2 separate regions of the Mus musculus genome follow, and region 1 is linked to region 2. Evidence: chromatin contacts called from public promoter capture Hi-C data. All regions are on one chromosome and are shown on one strand. Each heading gives the region's core, a stretch centred on a gene start, on an enhancer-like site or on the middle of the called end of the contact. The rest is flanking DNA. Distances are from core to core; before and after follow the strand shown.

Region 1 (4,421 bases), core at 1,413-3,912, 2.9 Mb after region 2:
AAAAAAGTTTATCTTGATTCAGAAATTTCTGCCATGCTTGCCTTTGGAACAGTGGTGAGGAAGTAGATCATGCCACAGAGTATATGGCAGCGGAGGCTGTTTACCTCGTGCCATCCTAGAAGTAAAGGGTAAGATAGAAAAATGTTAGAACCCCAACATTCTCAAGGGCATACCTCATTGGCATGCTACCTGCCCCTTCCTAAAAGTTTTACCATCCCCCAATTGTGCCAGAACCTATTGACCAAGACCTCAGAACATAGCCTGTGGGGTACCTTTAAGACTCAAACCACAGTACTAAGTAACAAATCACTCCAAATTAGTGGCATAAAGCAGACGGCTTGTTATTCTGTGATTCCAATGAGATGCAGCAGAAGTGGTTTATTTCTATCCCATGAGCATCTAGGAAATTCAAATGTGGGAGTGGCTTGAGCCATCATTAGAATCACCTAAAGGCTTCTTCAATTGCATGTACAGTGCTGGGCTGGAACAAGTGAAAGGCTGAACTCAGCTCAGACTTCTCAAGTTTCTCACAGTGTGATAGACAGGATCAAAGAGAGCAGGATCCTGAGAGGCAGCAATCACAATATGCATACCAAGCTACCCAGAAAGTAGCAACATCTTTGATAGTCTAACCTTAGATGTCACAAAACATCACGCTTAGTATGCTCTATTTGCTGATAGTCACAAGTGACAAACATCAAAAAATTTGCAGTCATTTTTTAAAATATCTGAATTACATAATACTAAATATTGGTCCCAGGTGTTTGGCTGAGAGGACAGAAATGGGCGTTTGGGGTGGGGGAGAAGAGTAGGTGGGAGAAGATAAAGGTGCTGATACACTGGGTTGAAGGGGACTGCGGTGGTTTGAATAAGAATGGCCCCCATAGGCTCATATATTTGAATGCTTAGTCACCAGGGTGTGGAACTCTTTGAAATGATTAGAAAGATTGGAAGGTGTGGCCTTGTTGTATCACTATGGGTAGGCCTTGAGGCTTCAAAAGCCCTAGGCTTGCACTCTCTCTTCCCCCCTCGACCCCTGCCTATGGGTAAGGATATAACTCTCAACAACTACTCCTGCAACATACCTGCCATTATGGCATTACTGGCACCATGCTCCTGACCATGGACCAAACTTCTAAAACTGTAAAGAAGCCCCCAATTGAATGCTTTTTTGGTGGTGGTGGTGGTGGTGGTGGTGGTGGTGGTTAGTTGGTTTGGTTTGGTTTGGTTTGGAGTTTTAAGACAGGGTTTCTCTGTGTAACAGCCCTAGCTGTCTGGGAATTCACTCTGTAGACCAGGCTTGGCCTTGAACTCGAAAAAATGCCTCTGCCTCTGCCTCTGCCTCTGCCTCTGCCTCTGCCTCTGCCTCTGCCTCTGCCTCTGCCTCTGCCTCTGCCTCTGCCTCTGCCTCTGCCTCTGCCTCTGCCTCTGCCGTCTCCCAAGTGAGTGGAGGCATTAAACCATACCTGGCAAATCATTTATAAGAGTTGGCCTAGTGATGGAGTCTCTTCACAGCCTTAGAACAGTGGCTAACACAGTATGACAGTTAAGGTGTCAAAGTGGGATCTAGTATGCAGTTAGTCAGTCCTAAGGATGACTAAAGCTCAAGGAAGTTCATGAGAATTACTAGATAGCAAAATAATTCTGTGGGTGACCAAGATCAGCCAGAACATGTGTGGAAGATGGAAATGAAAGAGAGAGATCTAAGATTTCTAGGAAACACTAACCTAGAAGGAATGTGCGAAGACTCTTATAAAAGAGACTAAGAAATAAACAGAACACCAGGAAATGGTGACATTACAAAAGCTATGGACAAAAACATTTTGGAAACATTTCCTAGGGATATAGATATTTCTTTCAAGAAATTCCAAAAATGTAAATCTGACACTAACCCATAGCTGTATAAAACAGTTTACAGGTCTCCCATTGTCTTTGATTGTCCCCTTTTGTTCTTAAAATTAGGGGTAGGGGACAGGTTAGCAAGATGGCTCAGCAGGTAAAAGCATGAGCCTCACCACTGGAATTTGTGTACCAACTGACTCCAAAAGTTGTACTCTGATCTCCATAGGAATGACAGCAGGGACATCAGCCTAAGTGGGAGGGGGGATTATAGGAAATACGTTTGTTTTGTTATGAAAAGTTCACAAGAAAACTTGAAAGAGGTTGAGGGTCCACAAAATATGTCCAGTAGCTGTTGGCGCTGGGCATGAGAAATAGGAAAGGAACAAAAGTAGCACAGAATGAGCACATAGCCGGAAGATTGGGTGATAGGTATGTAGATAAGGATGTGGCTATGGAAAACACCTCTAAGTGAGAGGCACCCCAGTGTCCCTAGAGACTAGTTTAACACCTGACATGAAGGAGCCGCTTGGCACATAATTGTCAAATAAATAACTAGGCCCAACAGAGAACCTGCATAAAGTGAAACAGTATTCAAACCGACATTTCCAGCAGGCTTGGGGAAGGTGAAAGAAGACAGTAACAAAACTGAAGCTACCTTCCCAAGCATCTACCTCCCACCACCTCCGGGGACCTCATTAAAGGTGTTTAGCTGGGCAGGTGTAAACCAGCCTGGGTCCTGGGAGACAGGGCAGGGTGCTGGAGCTACAGTGCCTCCACCCACTCCATCCCTGCTAGCTCTAGTTGTGTTGCTAGGAGCTTCAAAGACAGAAAGACGCAGCTGGAGCCCCAGGGCAGCTTCTTCCAGGAAGCCAGGCACTTTCTCAAGCCACCTCTAATTGGCGAAGTCCTGGATATCCTACAGGCTAGGACCACACTACAGAAACATGAGCCAGGACAGCAAAGTGAAGACAACAGAGTCCACGCCCCCAGCCCCAACCAAAGCCAGGTGAGAGAAGTCTGGTCCTCTGTGTGGGGTCTAATCACCTCACTCCCTGGGGCTTCCTTCTTCTTGGTGTCCTGGTTATAACCCAAGCACTGAATGCCTGGTGGATAAATGAGAGGAGTCTCTTTTTCCCTACAGGAAGTGGCTGCCAGTCCTAGACCCATCTGGGGATTATTACTACTGGTGGCTGAACACGATGGTCTTCCCAATCATGTATAATCTCATCATCGTTGTATGCAGGTTTGGCAGGGGTGCTAAATGAGGGTCCTTAAGAGAAGGGCAGGCCTAGAGGGTGAGGCCTAACAAAGAGGTGTCTTCCCTGGAAGGACTCAGGGTAGAGGACTGAGGGACCTGTCCTGACAAACCAATGACACATAGTTGGTACCTTTAAGCAAATCCCCTCTGCCCCTACCCTGCAGGGCCTGCTTTCCTGACTTGCAACACAGTTACCTGGTGGCCTGGTTTGTGCTGGACTACACGAGTGACCTGCTGTACCTACTAGATATTGGGGTACGCTTCCACACAGGTCAGTGATTCCCCGGGACTAACCTCTCCCCAGGAAAGTGTTAAGAAAGTAGCCACCTCTAGGGCTGCACAGTCATGTGTCACTGTGTTTGAGTGCTCACCCAAAAACCTGCCTTCATCTTGCCTTCATGTCTGACCTTGGCATACCCAGCCTGCAGCTGACCTACCCATAGTTGACCCTAGCCTATCTCCCTCTTTGCTCCTAGGATTCCTAGAACAGGGCATCCTGGTGGTAGACAAAAGCATGATCGCCAGTCGCTATGTACGCACCTGGAGCTTCCTGTTGGACCTGGCTTCCCTGGTCCCCACAGATGCAGCCTACGTGCAGCTAGGCCCCCACATCCCTACACTCCGGCTAAACCGCTTTCTCCGAGTGCCTCGCCTCTTTGAGGCTTTCGACCGTACAGAGACCCGCACAGCTTACCCAAATGCCTTCCGCATAGCCAAGCTGATGATCTACATTTTTGTCGTCATCCATTGGAACAGCTGCTTATACTTCGCCCTGTCCAGGTACCTGGGCTTCGGACGGGATGCATGGGTATACCCAGACCCTGCGCAGCCTGGCTTTGAGCGCTTGCGGCGCCAGTATCTCTACAGCTTCTACTTCTCCACTCTGATCCTGACCACTGTGGGTGACACACCGCTGCCAGCCCGAGAGGAAGAGTACCTCTTCATGGTGGGTGACTTCCTGCTGGCCGTCATGGGTTTCGCCACCATCATGGGTAGCATGAGCTCTGTCATTTACAACATGAACACGGCAGATGCAGCCTTCTACCCAGACCATGCTCTGGTAAAGAAATACATGAAGCTACAGCACGTCAACCGAAGGCTGGAGCGGCGCGTTATTGACTGGTGAGAGGGTGGCTATAGACCGGGGGAGGTATGCCTGAGGACCTGAGTGCAGTAACTCTGGTCTTGCTGCCTTCCGGAGGGTGGCATTCGTTCATAGGTCTACTAGATTGAGCTTAGAATATGGTGTCTTCTACTGAGAGAATCTGGAAGGGGAAGAGGGTGAGCAAGAGAGTGACAAAGAGAGGAATGTGCATAAAAG
Region 2 (4,817 bases), core at 2,155-4,654:
AGCCAGGAGCAGGGCAATGAGCAGGTACATGGGCTGGTGCAGGCTGCGCTGGGATGCCACCGTGTGGATGACCAGGGCATTGGTGAAGAGGATCACCAGGTAGAGGCTGAGGAAGGGCAGCACCAGGAGGGCTCTGGCTTCCTGCATCCCTGGGAAGCCCATGAGGAGGAAGCTGGTGTAGGACTCATTGTAGGTGCCATTGCTCCACCCTGACATGACGCCTGAGGGCTTGGGGAGGCTCCAGGGAGAGGGGAGGGGCAGGATGCCGGGGTTCAGTCCCTGAAAGGCCCTGCTAGGACCTGCCCCAGCCTCACCAGGCTGGACTGGGTGTAGACATTAACTACAGCATTTCTATGGAGGAAATGAAGAGTTGTATGTTAGAAGTAGCTACTTTCCATGGCCCTCCATTTTCCCCCTTCTTTTTCATTAATGAATTCTTTTTTTTTTTTTTGGTTTTTCGAGACAGGGTTTGTCTGTGTAGCCCTGGCTGGCCTCGAACTCACTTTGTAGACCTGGCTGGCCTCAAACTCAGAAATCTGCCTGTGTCTGCCTCCCGAGTGCTGGGATCAAAGGCGTGTACCACCACTCGGCTTCATTAATGAATTCTTATTGAAGACCTACTTTGTGCTAGTTTCTATACCAGGGATTTGGAACACCTGGTGAGTAATACATTATCTCTTGTCTTGAAGGAATTCAGACTGTATTGAATGAGATCAAAGTGGCAAGGGAGAGAATGCAATGAACACATGGGTGCTGACATGAATCCCATTCCATTCTGACTTCCGCTGATGTGACAAAACCCAAGGTGGGGGAGAACCCACGCTTGAGTAGTCTTGCTATGCAGGAGTTATAGAGGAGGTGGCTGGACATTTGTGTGGCTCCTGGTGCTGTGCCCACTGAAGACATGGAAAGGCATTAGGTTGGGAATCAGAGAGAGAGGGAGGGAGAGAGAGGGAGAGAGAGGGAGAGAGAGAGAGAGCGAGTGCTTTTGGTAAGAGTTGACATGTCTCCCACATCCCAACGGGAGATAATTTACCACAGCAGGAAGCTACAGGGTACTTCTTACATTAAAAAAAAAAAAGTCTAGAAATGGGGTGAGAGGCAGTTTCTCTCTTTCATGATGGCCCCATCTGATGGAGCCATTCAACTCTTTTCCCTTGGTTCTTCCTTCCCCTGCCTCTTTCTTCCTCCCACCCCTACCATCATATGGTGCTCCATTATCTTCAACCCTGAGTGTACAGCCATCTCCTTAGAAATGCAGACCTCCTAGGTTGCAGATCTATCCTAGGTTGACCCCAGAGTCTGAGCAGAGGAGGGTGTGGAGTGGGGACCCTGGGCCTGAGGCTCAGGCTGAGGCTATGACTCGGGGCTTAGGTTCTCAGAAAAGTGCATGGAGTGATAAGGACAGCTTATCAGGACACTTCATATTTCAAGTCATTTAGTGGTAGTGAGAAAGGGACAGGGGTGGGGGCTGTGCAGTCATTCTTGTTTTTCTCTGGGCTCCCCTGGAATCACAGGACCTTTTGGTATCAGAGACCTGTGGAGCTCAGGGATCTGTGGGCAGCAGCAGAGGGCAGACACTTAGGAGGAAGAGTCAGGCCCTCCAGCAGGGATGTGATTCTCTGCCGGGTGCCTTGGTCAGAGCACAGCTCACTGATGTTGGAAAGAACAATGGCTTATGTAGGTAAGGCTTTATTTTGTTTTGAAGCCCATTTTATTTTGGGGTGTCTATCTGCTTGTAAAACAACCCGTCTTACCACAAGTCTGTCCAAGTTTGGGGCAGAGCCCATCCTTAGGAAGGACTTTCTATGGAGCTACCATCATCTCTCTGAATATTCCTCCCTTGTTCCTGGGTGTGCTCCCAGGAACCACACAGAGCCCATTTAATCTATAAAACCTAGTGTTTTTGTTTGTTTGTTTGTTTGTTTGTTTGTTTGTTTTGAGGCAGGGTGTCTCCATGTAGCCCGGGCTGTCGTGGAACTTGCTCTGTAGACCATGCTGGCCTCAAACTCAGAGATACATCTGCCTCTGCCTCCTAAGTGATTAAAGGTGTATGCCACCACACCAGGCACAACCTTTTAGAGGAGGCTTTAGGGATAGGAGTTTGTGTTGGTCTAAATGTGGTCCTGACAGGACAGGGTACTGGGTGTGGGTTCCCTCACCTCGCAGGAGGCAGCAAAAAGCATAGCTGACACTGCAAAGAAGAAAGAGCATCAGACTGGAGGAAGGCCAGGCTGGGAAGAGGATGACCCAAAGCTGGAGTGTGCTGAGCTTATGGGGACAGCACGGTGGGGATATGTCATGGGGAACCTTGGTCCTGTCACCCACTTGTGTGACTCTGGTGGTCAAGGGATTTCAGCAATCCTAGCTGTGAGGGGGGAGTTACAATGTTGGCTTTTTAGGATGGTGAAATATATGAGGCTGATGTGAGCAACTTTTTTCCTCTTTCTCTTCTCCCTCCTCCTCTTCTCCCTTCTTTTCCTCCTCCTCCTCCTCTCTCTCCCTGTTTCTCTCTCTCTTTTAAAGACAGGATCTCATGTCTTCCAGGCTGGCCTGAAACTCACAGTGTAGCGGAGGATGACCTTGAACCCGTCCTCCCTCTTCTACCTTCCAAGTGCTGTGATAACACAGGCATGAACCGCCACACCAGGCTTGGTGCTTCTTTCTCCGTGCTCCCTTCTAGTAAGTGAAAGAAGTGAGCTCAAAGCCTACCCGCAAGTCCTGGACACGAAGAGAGAGTTTGGGGACAGAGGAAGGGCCACTGCCTTGGTTGGTGTGCATAGACACATACTCTACTCCAGAGTTGTAGACCGATCATGCAGTCTCAGTCCCCATATGTCAAGAAAAGGGATGTCCAGTCTTAGATCCCTTTCTTATACAAAATGGGGTTCTTCCTGGCACTGGCTATGTTGTCTGTGAGGACAGAAACCCTGCCCTGCTGTCTTCAGGCACACTGACTGAACTGCAGGGTGAATGTAGTTGTGTCTACATGTGGAAGGGAGGGTGGTTGTGATAGAGAGGGGGTTTGATGAGTGAGACATCTGAGAGGCACACCTGCTAGAAAGGCCTAGAATTTGTCTACCTCTGTGCAAGAAGAGAGGAATAAGTCAGATTCAGCCTGCTACAATATGGCTTTGGGTTCCTCTCAGAAGATGACTTAGAAGACGTAGCCAACCTCAAAGGCTCTGAAAACCAGTGTTAGAGACTGCGAATGTGAATGCAGTGAATCCCCCTGGGTTGGAAGTGGTGAAGCACTGGGCCAGATGAACTGGGCCAGAAGGAGTTGGCTGCTGCCCTCGTTCCTCTCCTCTCTGACAGCCTCCCCCACACCCCTGCTTGGCTAAGCACATAGGCTCCTACTTACCAGGACTCACACAGGCAGGGGAAGTAAAGACTGGTCAAGTCAGTCCCCAGTTGCCAGGGTGAGTTAAAGTCTTTCTATGCCTCCCTGAGGGGAACAAGGGCTTCTGAGGCTCCCTCTCAGGTCTGACTTAGCCAATTACCAGGGCCCCAGTGGTCACCAGGATCCTGTAGGTGGGGATTAGTGTGAGTGAGAACATCTCCTGACAGAGACTAGTTAGGCAACAGGGAGGTACTTGTATGCAGGGAGTAGTTTGCCAAGACTCAACTCTGACTCTCTCACCCACTCTTTTTTTTTTTTTAAAGATTTATTTATTATTTATTATATGTAAGTACACTGTAGCTGTCTTCAGACACTCCAGAAGAGGGAGTCAGATCTCATTACGGATGGTTGTGAGCCACCATGTGGTTGCTGGGATTTGAACTCCTGACCTTCGGAAGAGCAGTCGGGTGCTCTTACCCACTGAGCCATCTCACCAGCCCCTCACCCACTCTTTCTCCACCTTTTTGTCACTATGATGGGTCAGCAGCCCATCAACCCCACTGACTCCCCACAGCCAGGTTGACGCCTTGTGCCCGGCCCTGTTTAACTGCTTGTTGGAAGTTTCCGTAGATCACACTGTGCACTGGAGTCATGCTCTCATTTCCAAACCCTGACATCCTTTGGTGTTTCCTCTGTTAGAAATGCTCCTACGGAGGCCCTTGGTCTTGCGAAGATCATATGCCCCAGTACAGGGGAATGCCAGGGCCAGGAAGCAGGAGTGAGTGGGTTGGGGAGCAACGTGAGGGGGGAGGGTATAGGGGGCTTTAGGGATAGCATTTGAAATGTAAATGAAGAAAATATCTAATTAAAAAAAAAGAAATGATCCTACCATTAGAGAAAGGACTGAGGAGCTGAAGGGGTGTGCAACCCCATAGGAAGAACAACAGTATCAACCAACCAGACCCCCAGAGCTCCCAGGGTTTAAAACACCAACCAAGGAGTACACATGGAGCGACCCATGGCTCCAGCCTCATATACAGCAGAGGATGGAATCAGTGGGAGGAAAGGCCCTTGGTCCTGTGAAGGCTCCATGCCCCAGTGTAGGGGAATGCGAGGGTGGGTGTGGGTGGGTGGTTGGGGGCACACCCTTATAGAAGCAGGAGGAGGGGGATAGGATAGAGGGTTTTGGGGGTAGGTGGGAGAGGGGATAACATTTAAATGCAAACAAAATATCCAATTTAAAAAAGAAGAAGAAATACTCCTACCACCCATGTTTTCCAGGATAGGGCAGAGCTAGCAGTCAGAGCCAGGAAAGCCATCAATGGGTACGCCTATTTCATACCTGCACCCTTGACTCCTTCTACCACTGACCACTGTGTTCTTGTTAATACTATTTCCAGTGTGATTATTGTGACAGTAGCTTGTGGCTTGTGACTATTCTGTCTGACACTCAGTAGGTGAGAGTGCGTTAGCT

The links. Promoter capture Hi-C pulls out the DNA fragments that hold promoters and counts their contacts.
Region 1: a contact with region 2 is called in a promoter capture Hi-C map of stem cell-derived epiblast-like cells, with 3 times the contacts expected there. The contact joins the promoter of Cnga4 here to the promoter of Olfr544 in region 2. A contact is called at or near these places in 9 of 39 promoter capture datasets (the 3T3-L1 cell line, cranial neural crest, embryonic stem cells and 5 more) and 1 of 115 datasets of contacts at active chromatin or transcription factors (embryonic stem cells).

The regions. Positions count from the first base shown.
Region 1 is chr7:105,401,906-105,406,326 of GRCm38.p6, forward strand. It overlaps Cnga4 (cyclic nucleotide gated channel alpha 4), which reads left to right and starts at 2,663. Exons shown (of 6, transcript NM_001033317.3): 1 at 2,663-2,848; 2 at 2,984-3,085; 3 at 3,265-3,371; 4 at 3,577-4,222. The coding sequence starts at 2,787.
Region 2 is chr7:102,484,903-102,489,719 of GRCm38.p6, forward strand. It overlaps Olfr544 (olfactory receptor 544), which reads right to left and starts at 3,405. Exons shown (of 2, transcript NM_020289.2): 1 at 3,365-3,405; 2 at 1-351. The coding sequence starts at 216.